Linked DNA regions of Rattus norvegicus: region 2 is linked to region 1. Evidence: chromatin contacts called from public Hi-C data. All regions are on one chromosome and are shown on one strand. The core of a region is the stretch at or near the end of the contact, and the rest is flanking DNA. Distances in the headings are between cores, read along the strand shown. Region 1 overlaps Cspg4 (chondroitin sulfate proteoglycan 4). Region 2 holds the start of Snupn (snurportin 1).

Region 1 (2,700 bases), core at 43-2,542:
TTTTTGTTTTGAACAAGAGTCTCACTATGTTGCCCAGGCTGGCCTTGACCTCCCAAGCTCAAGTGATTCTCCTGCCTCAGCCTCCCAAGTAGCTGGTGTGGGCCACTGTGCCAGGTTAGCATTTAAGCTTGGCTCTTGTTCAGTGCTGCAACAGCTCACTATCTGATCACAAAAACGCCATTGTTGGGGTTGGGGATTTGGCTCAGTGGTAGAGCGCTTGCCTAGCAAGCGCAAGGCCCTGGGTTCAGTCCCCAGCTCTGAAAAAAAGAAAAAACAAAACAAAACAAAACAAAAAAACCCACCATTGTTATCCAGGAGACCTCACACTGACTCCCTGTCACATCAACTTTACGACCTATTCTTTAGGGCTATACGTATGCTCAACACCAAGTAATATTATTTGTCTCTGTAAAGAAATCTGTTTCCTGCACCTTCTGATCAAGACACATCCTCATGCCTTATCTTTGTTTTCCCCTTTTAGGAAGGAAACACAGGAAGATTTTTCCTTTCAGCAAAACAGGACTTGCGCAATAGTAAAACAGAAACAGAGTGGGATCGTTGTAAGCAAGCTATCTTGGAGTCCCAGAGTATTTCAGTAGGGTTGTGCTGTCTACACTGGGAGCCGATCCTCATTAGGAGAGGGGCATCTCCTCAGTGGTTTGCTACAAGAAGGAGCACAGGCCTTTAAAGGATTGGTTTAACATGTTTCTGTGAACTTTCCTAAGACTTCAACGCTGACAACTAATGTTAAGATATTAAATGTAATGTGTACTCAAATAAAACACATCTGTGGGCCAGATGTGTCCTGAAGGATTGAAGACTGTCAGTTGTAACCTCTAACCCAGGCTGATGGTGGGCACGGTGGGAAAAGGAGCCTCCCAGCAGTGGTGGTGGTGGTCAGTGTGACACCTGGCTGGCTATTGGTGCTCCTGTATGAGAAGGCCTCAGTGAGAAAAAAGGCAAAACTCAGGCCAGGTGTGCAAGGGTCTCCCAAGCTCTGGGGACAGTGTCCTTGGGTGAAGGGGACTCAGACAAGCAGTTAGAAGGCTTAATCATGGCCTTGCTTCTTACTGGCCATGTATACAAATAAAAATCACCTGACCTCCTACGCGCTTCTTTGTCTGCAAATTGAGGTCACCTGAGCCCTGCCCTGTCCAGCCCAGTGTCTTGAAGGGCAGTGGTACTGTCAAGCCACTGCATACTGCTGCCTGGTCTCTGCCCGTGGAGGAGGGTGTCTGTGCCACGTAGCCTCTTTCCAGCCTTCTTGGGTGGCACTGCCACTCTGGCCCCCTGGTGGCCATTCGCTCCTGTCCTTTGTGTTACTGGAGCGTGGGGGACTGCTGAGTGGGGGAGGAGCACTCATGGCCTTGTCCCAGTCTCTCCTCCTTCCTGGTCTCTGATAACAAAGCTCCCAGTGACTCAGGACAAACAGCTGCCCTAGCCACTGGCAGATTTCATTGTGGGGAGGGGGCAGAAAGAGGCTGTGGTAGATGCTAGGGCCTGGGAGAGGAGAGAATACAAGCCTAGCAAAAGATGTGTGGGCTCTGAGGAATCATACGTGAACCTAGTTAAGACAGCTTCTTCCTCTGAGCTGCCTGCTAGGTGGGAGTTGCTACCCCCTGCCAGCTTCTCTACCTCACTACTTCTCATGGGGAAGCACACACCCTGATGGGGTAGAAAGGAACTTGTGGGGCCCAGAAGGCCTCTGAGGGAAAGGAGTGCTGGAAAGAGACCTAGAGATAGGTCCTGCCCTTTTTAAGCGCCAGGGTAAGCCCCTTTGGAAAGTTCTTGGAGCGGCACCACAGTACTGCAGATCCAGTGGCAGGGCCAGCTGTGTCCTTTTGGATCCTGCTCATGTAGAAATAATGGGGGCCATACTGTAATTTTATGGCCTCTAGGTAGGAGCACCAAGTGTGTTGTTTGCTCACAAGAGCCTGTCCTCCACCATGGACACCCAGAGGAGCTGCTCACAGTGCTTAGACCCTGTGGGGACCAATCTGCACGTGTTGTAAGGTAAGTGATAACTGCCTAGTTAGCATCAACAGCCCTAGCATCTCAGCAGCTCAGTCAGCCTCGACTGGGAATTATAATTTTCACTGGTGGTCCTGGGGTGCCCTAGGAGCTCTGCTCCAAAGAGCAGATACCAGCGTCCCTCACCTTGACCCATTCTGCCTGCGACTCATCTGCTCCCAGCTTGCTACATTCTCTGGCACCTTTCCTGAGCCTCAAGCTCAACTTTATCCTGCACTGTCCCGCTGAAGTGAGCTCAACCCATCACCAGCCGCTTGGGTGCCTCTGGTCCACCTTCCTGGGCCCTTTCAGCCTCTAGGATCCAGCTACAGCTTCCTTCTGGAGGCCTAACCCTGAGCTGGGGCAGAATCCAGAGATGCTAGCTGCCTGTGATGTGTATGCTCCAGCTGGCAGCCACCTGAGGTAAGGTGGTGTCTGTGGGATGGCTGAGGAGTGAGGCCCTTACCTCAGCCTGGGTGAAGTTCACCAAAGCCTCCTCTGCACTTCCTTGCTGGGCATGGAGGAGTCGGCCGAGCTGGGGGCCTCTTACCACCTGGTAGAGCAGGTGACGAGGGTCGGAGCCTGTACTGGAGCTGGCACTCAAGCTCTGGCTGCTGAGTGGCTGCACAGACTCTGTAAAGCATGAAGGAGCCTGTTAGCTTCTGACAGGAATCAAGGCAAGGATCCCGT
Region 2 (2,700 bases), core at 70-2,569, 54 kb before region 1:
TTGTCTCCTTTGCATATGTGATGCCCCTAGGTCCAACTCCCGGTTCTGCATCAACGTAGCTGTGCAGTTGGCTTTGTAGCTCAGTGACAGTGCTTGGTTTTGATTGGTTTGGGGGTGGAGCAAGGTTAGTAAACATGAATTCACCATCTTAACCTCAAATATACAGTTCTGCAGTGGAAAGTATTTTTACATTGTTATCAACTGTTTCCACCCTGCAAGACTGGGCAGGACAGGATAGGATCTAGGGTGGAAGGGTACTGGAGAGATGATTCAGCCATTAGATTAAGAGTACTGGTTGCTCTTCCAGAGGACCTGCGTTCCACACGGTGATTCATGACCACCTGGAAACCAGTTCCAGGGAACTGGAGCCCTCTTCTGACTTTCCTCCCAGCACTGCACCCAAATGGTGCTGATACACTAAGGCAAAACACACATACACATATGCATACATGACCCATGAAAATAAATAGGAAAAATAAAGGATGGTGCTATACCTCAGTTGGTAAAGTACTTGCCAAGTATGCACCATATTTGCACCAAGCCTTGGGTCATACATAACCCAGGAGAAAAAAGAAAGCTGCATTCCTATATTCTTAAGACATTAAACATATTTTTCTTCTGTTTTGTTTTTTTCGGGACAGGTTTTCTATGTAACACACCTGGCTGTAATGGAACTCGCCTTGTAGACCAGGCTGGCCTCGAACTCATAGAGCTCTGCCTGCCTACTGAGCGTTGAGATTAAAGGCGTGCGCCACCGCGCCCAGCTAAGAGTGCTTTCTTAGAAAATTTGTTAAAAGTGCCATTATCAGTGTGAATTTAAGGTGTGCATTACAGTCTTTGTAATATAACGGGGAGTATTCGGTAGATAATTACTGCGCTTCCCCCTCAGTATGCCATTGAAACGGTCCCTAACGGTACCCTAGGTGGCATACACCTGCAAAGCAGCAAGGCAGGAGGCCGAGGAAAGAAGCAAACGAACTCTTAAGTGTCAGGCCCACCAAGCCTCTTCTCCAGCGCTACAGATGCTCCCACCACGCGTCCGTGAACTCTGCCGTCCTCCCCTCTGCTGTCTCTCTGGCAATGGAGTTGTCTGTTTCTCGGTTATAGAATTCGCCTTGCTACACATTAATGTTCCTCATGAGTTAGGGCCAGTCTGTCTGGAATACGACGACAGAAAGATGGCCAAATCCGAGACCCGCAAGACTGGCCGGCCTCCACAGGTAACAGCGGTGAAGCCAGAATCCGTCGGAAGAAGTTACAGCTTGCGCTGAGAGAGAACTCCAAAGTAGACAAGGCCAGACTTACCACACCAAGGTGCCACTCGCGCACGCCGCTGGTGCCTACGCCGATTGACCAATTAGGTGCCCTAGCGGAGCTAGGCACGCCCCCTCAGACTTGTCACGCAAACTTCCGGCTCCGCCTGCCGCGGTGCATCGCGGGAGTTGAGTCGCGGCAGGCCATTACTTCCGCCCTGAGCTAAGGGACGCTTCTCGCCAGGAAGGGGCTTTCAGATTTGGTTTAGGGTTTGTTCGAGATTCTAGTGATATTGTCAGTGGCGCGGAAGCTTCAGTACTGATCGCAAACTTGCCCCGTGTCCTTTCACCGACAAAACTGTGACTTCATGGCCGCCACCTTCCCAGGTCTGCCCAAGTTGCAGAGTTGCGGCGACAGCCCCTTTGTCTTGCTTCTGTGGTTTTCTCAATGACTTTCAAGTTTCGAACTAATAAACTTTTTTTCCCCATTATCCCTTCTAACACGACGCGAAAGGGCCCTGATTCGATTCCTGAGAGGTAGCGTTCAGCACTTGAGTCCGATGTGAAAGTGACTAAATGAGTGGACCAGACCAAACCCATAAACCGTGTCTGCAGGGTAAGACTGCTAGGATGTAAAATGAAAACAGGCTTGCTACTTACCCAGTGCTTATAATGAGAGCCAGATGCGTTGCTTCTAACGCCTCAATGAACCCGGGTGTGGGTAGGGATGTAGCTCAGCAGAGTGGGTAGGTGGGAGGTGAAAACAAGACTTGTGATAGTGCTAGCGCATGCCTTTTAATACCAGCACTCAAGAGACAGATAGGCAGATCTCTATGTTAGAGGACACAGAGTCTTCAGAGTTCCTGGAAAGTAAGGAGTCCTGTGGGTGGCCGGGAGGGAGTAATTTGGAGAGGGTGGTGGTGGTGGTATCTGGCGCAAGCCATTAATCCTAGCACTCAGGAAACAGAGGCAGGCATATATCTGTGAGTTCCTGCCTCAAAAAGAAATGACAAAATATACATGTATAAAAATAGCAGGATGGACTGGAGAGGTGGCCCATCGGTTAACAGCACTAACTTCTTTCAGAGGTCCTGAGTTCAATTCCCAGCAACCACATGGTGGCTCACAACAATCTGTAATGGGATGCGGTGCCCTCTTCTGTTGTTTCTGTAGAGAGTGATCCTCCTGAGTTCAGCCCAGACTGCCTAGAATACGACGACAGAAATATGGCCAAATCCGAGACCCCACCCCACCCCCCAAGACTGGCCGGCCTCCCCAGGTAACAACTGGGAAGCTAGAGTCCTGGGTCTGTCGGAAGAGGTTACAGCTTGTACTGAGAGAGAACTCCAAAGTAGACAGGACCAGACTTACTGCACCAAGGAGCCACTATCCCGCAGCTAGTGCCTTCAAGGACTGACCAATTTCTGAATGACCATGTCATTCAGAA

Evidence for each region. Hi-C and Micro-C count contacts between places; a contact is called where the count stands out from the background.
Region 2: a Hi-C map of Schwann cells shows a contact between it and region 1, with 6 times the contacts expected there. The contact joins the promoter of Snupn here to the enhancer-like site in region 1. A contact is called at or near these places in 10 of 12 Hi-C or Micro-C datasets (the A7r5 cell line, the Rat2 cell line, Schwann cells and 5 more).

The regions. Positions count from the first base shown.
Region 1 is chr8:66,188,708-66,191,407 of GRCr8, reverse strand. Cspg4 (chondroitin sulfate proteoglycan 4) reads right to left here. Exons shown (of 10, transcript NM_031022.2): 8 at 2,477-2,643. Among named protein-coding and RNA genes, the nearest start is that of Trnap-agg41, 24 kb to the right of the region's middle. Within about 2 kb of position 1,292, at least 36 of the 93 cell types and tissues checked have an H3K27ac peak or open chromatin away from gene starts, as enhancers often do. A contact at or near this core is called in the A7r5 cell line, Schwann cells and liver, where this site is marked.
Region 2 is chr8:66,242,746-66,245,445 of GRCr8, reverse strand. It overlaps Snupn (snurportin 1), which reads right to left and starts at 1,319. Exons shown (of 9, transcript NM_001004270.1): 1 at 1,306-1,319.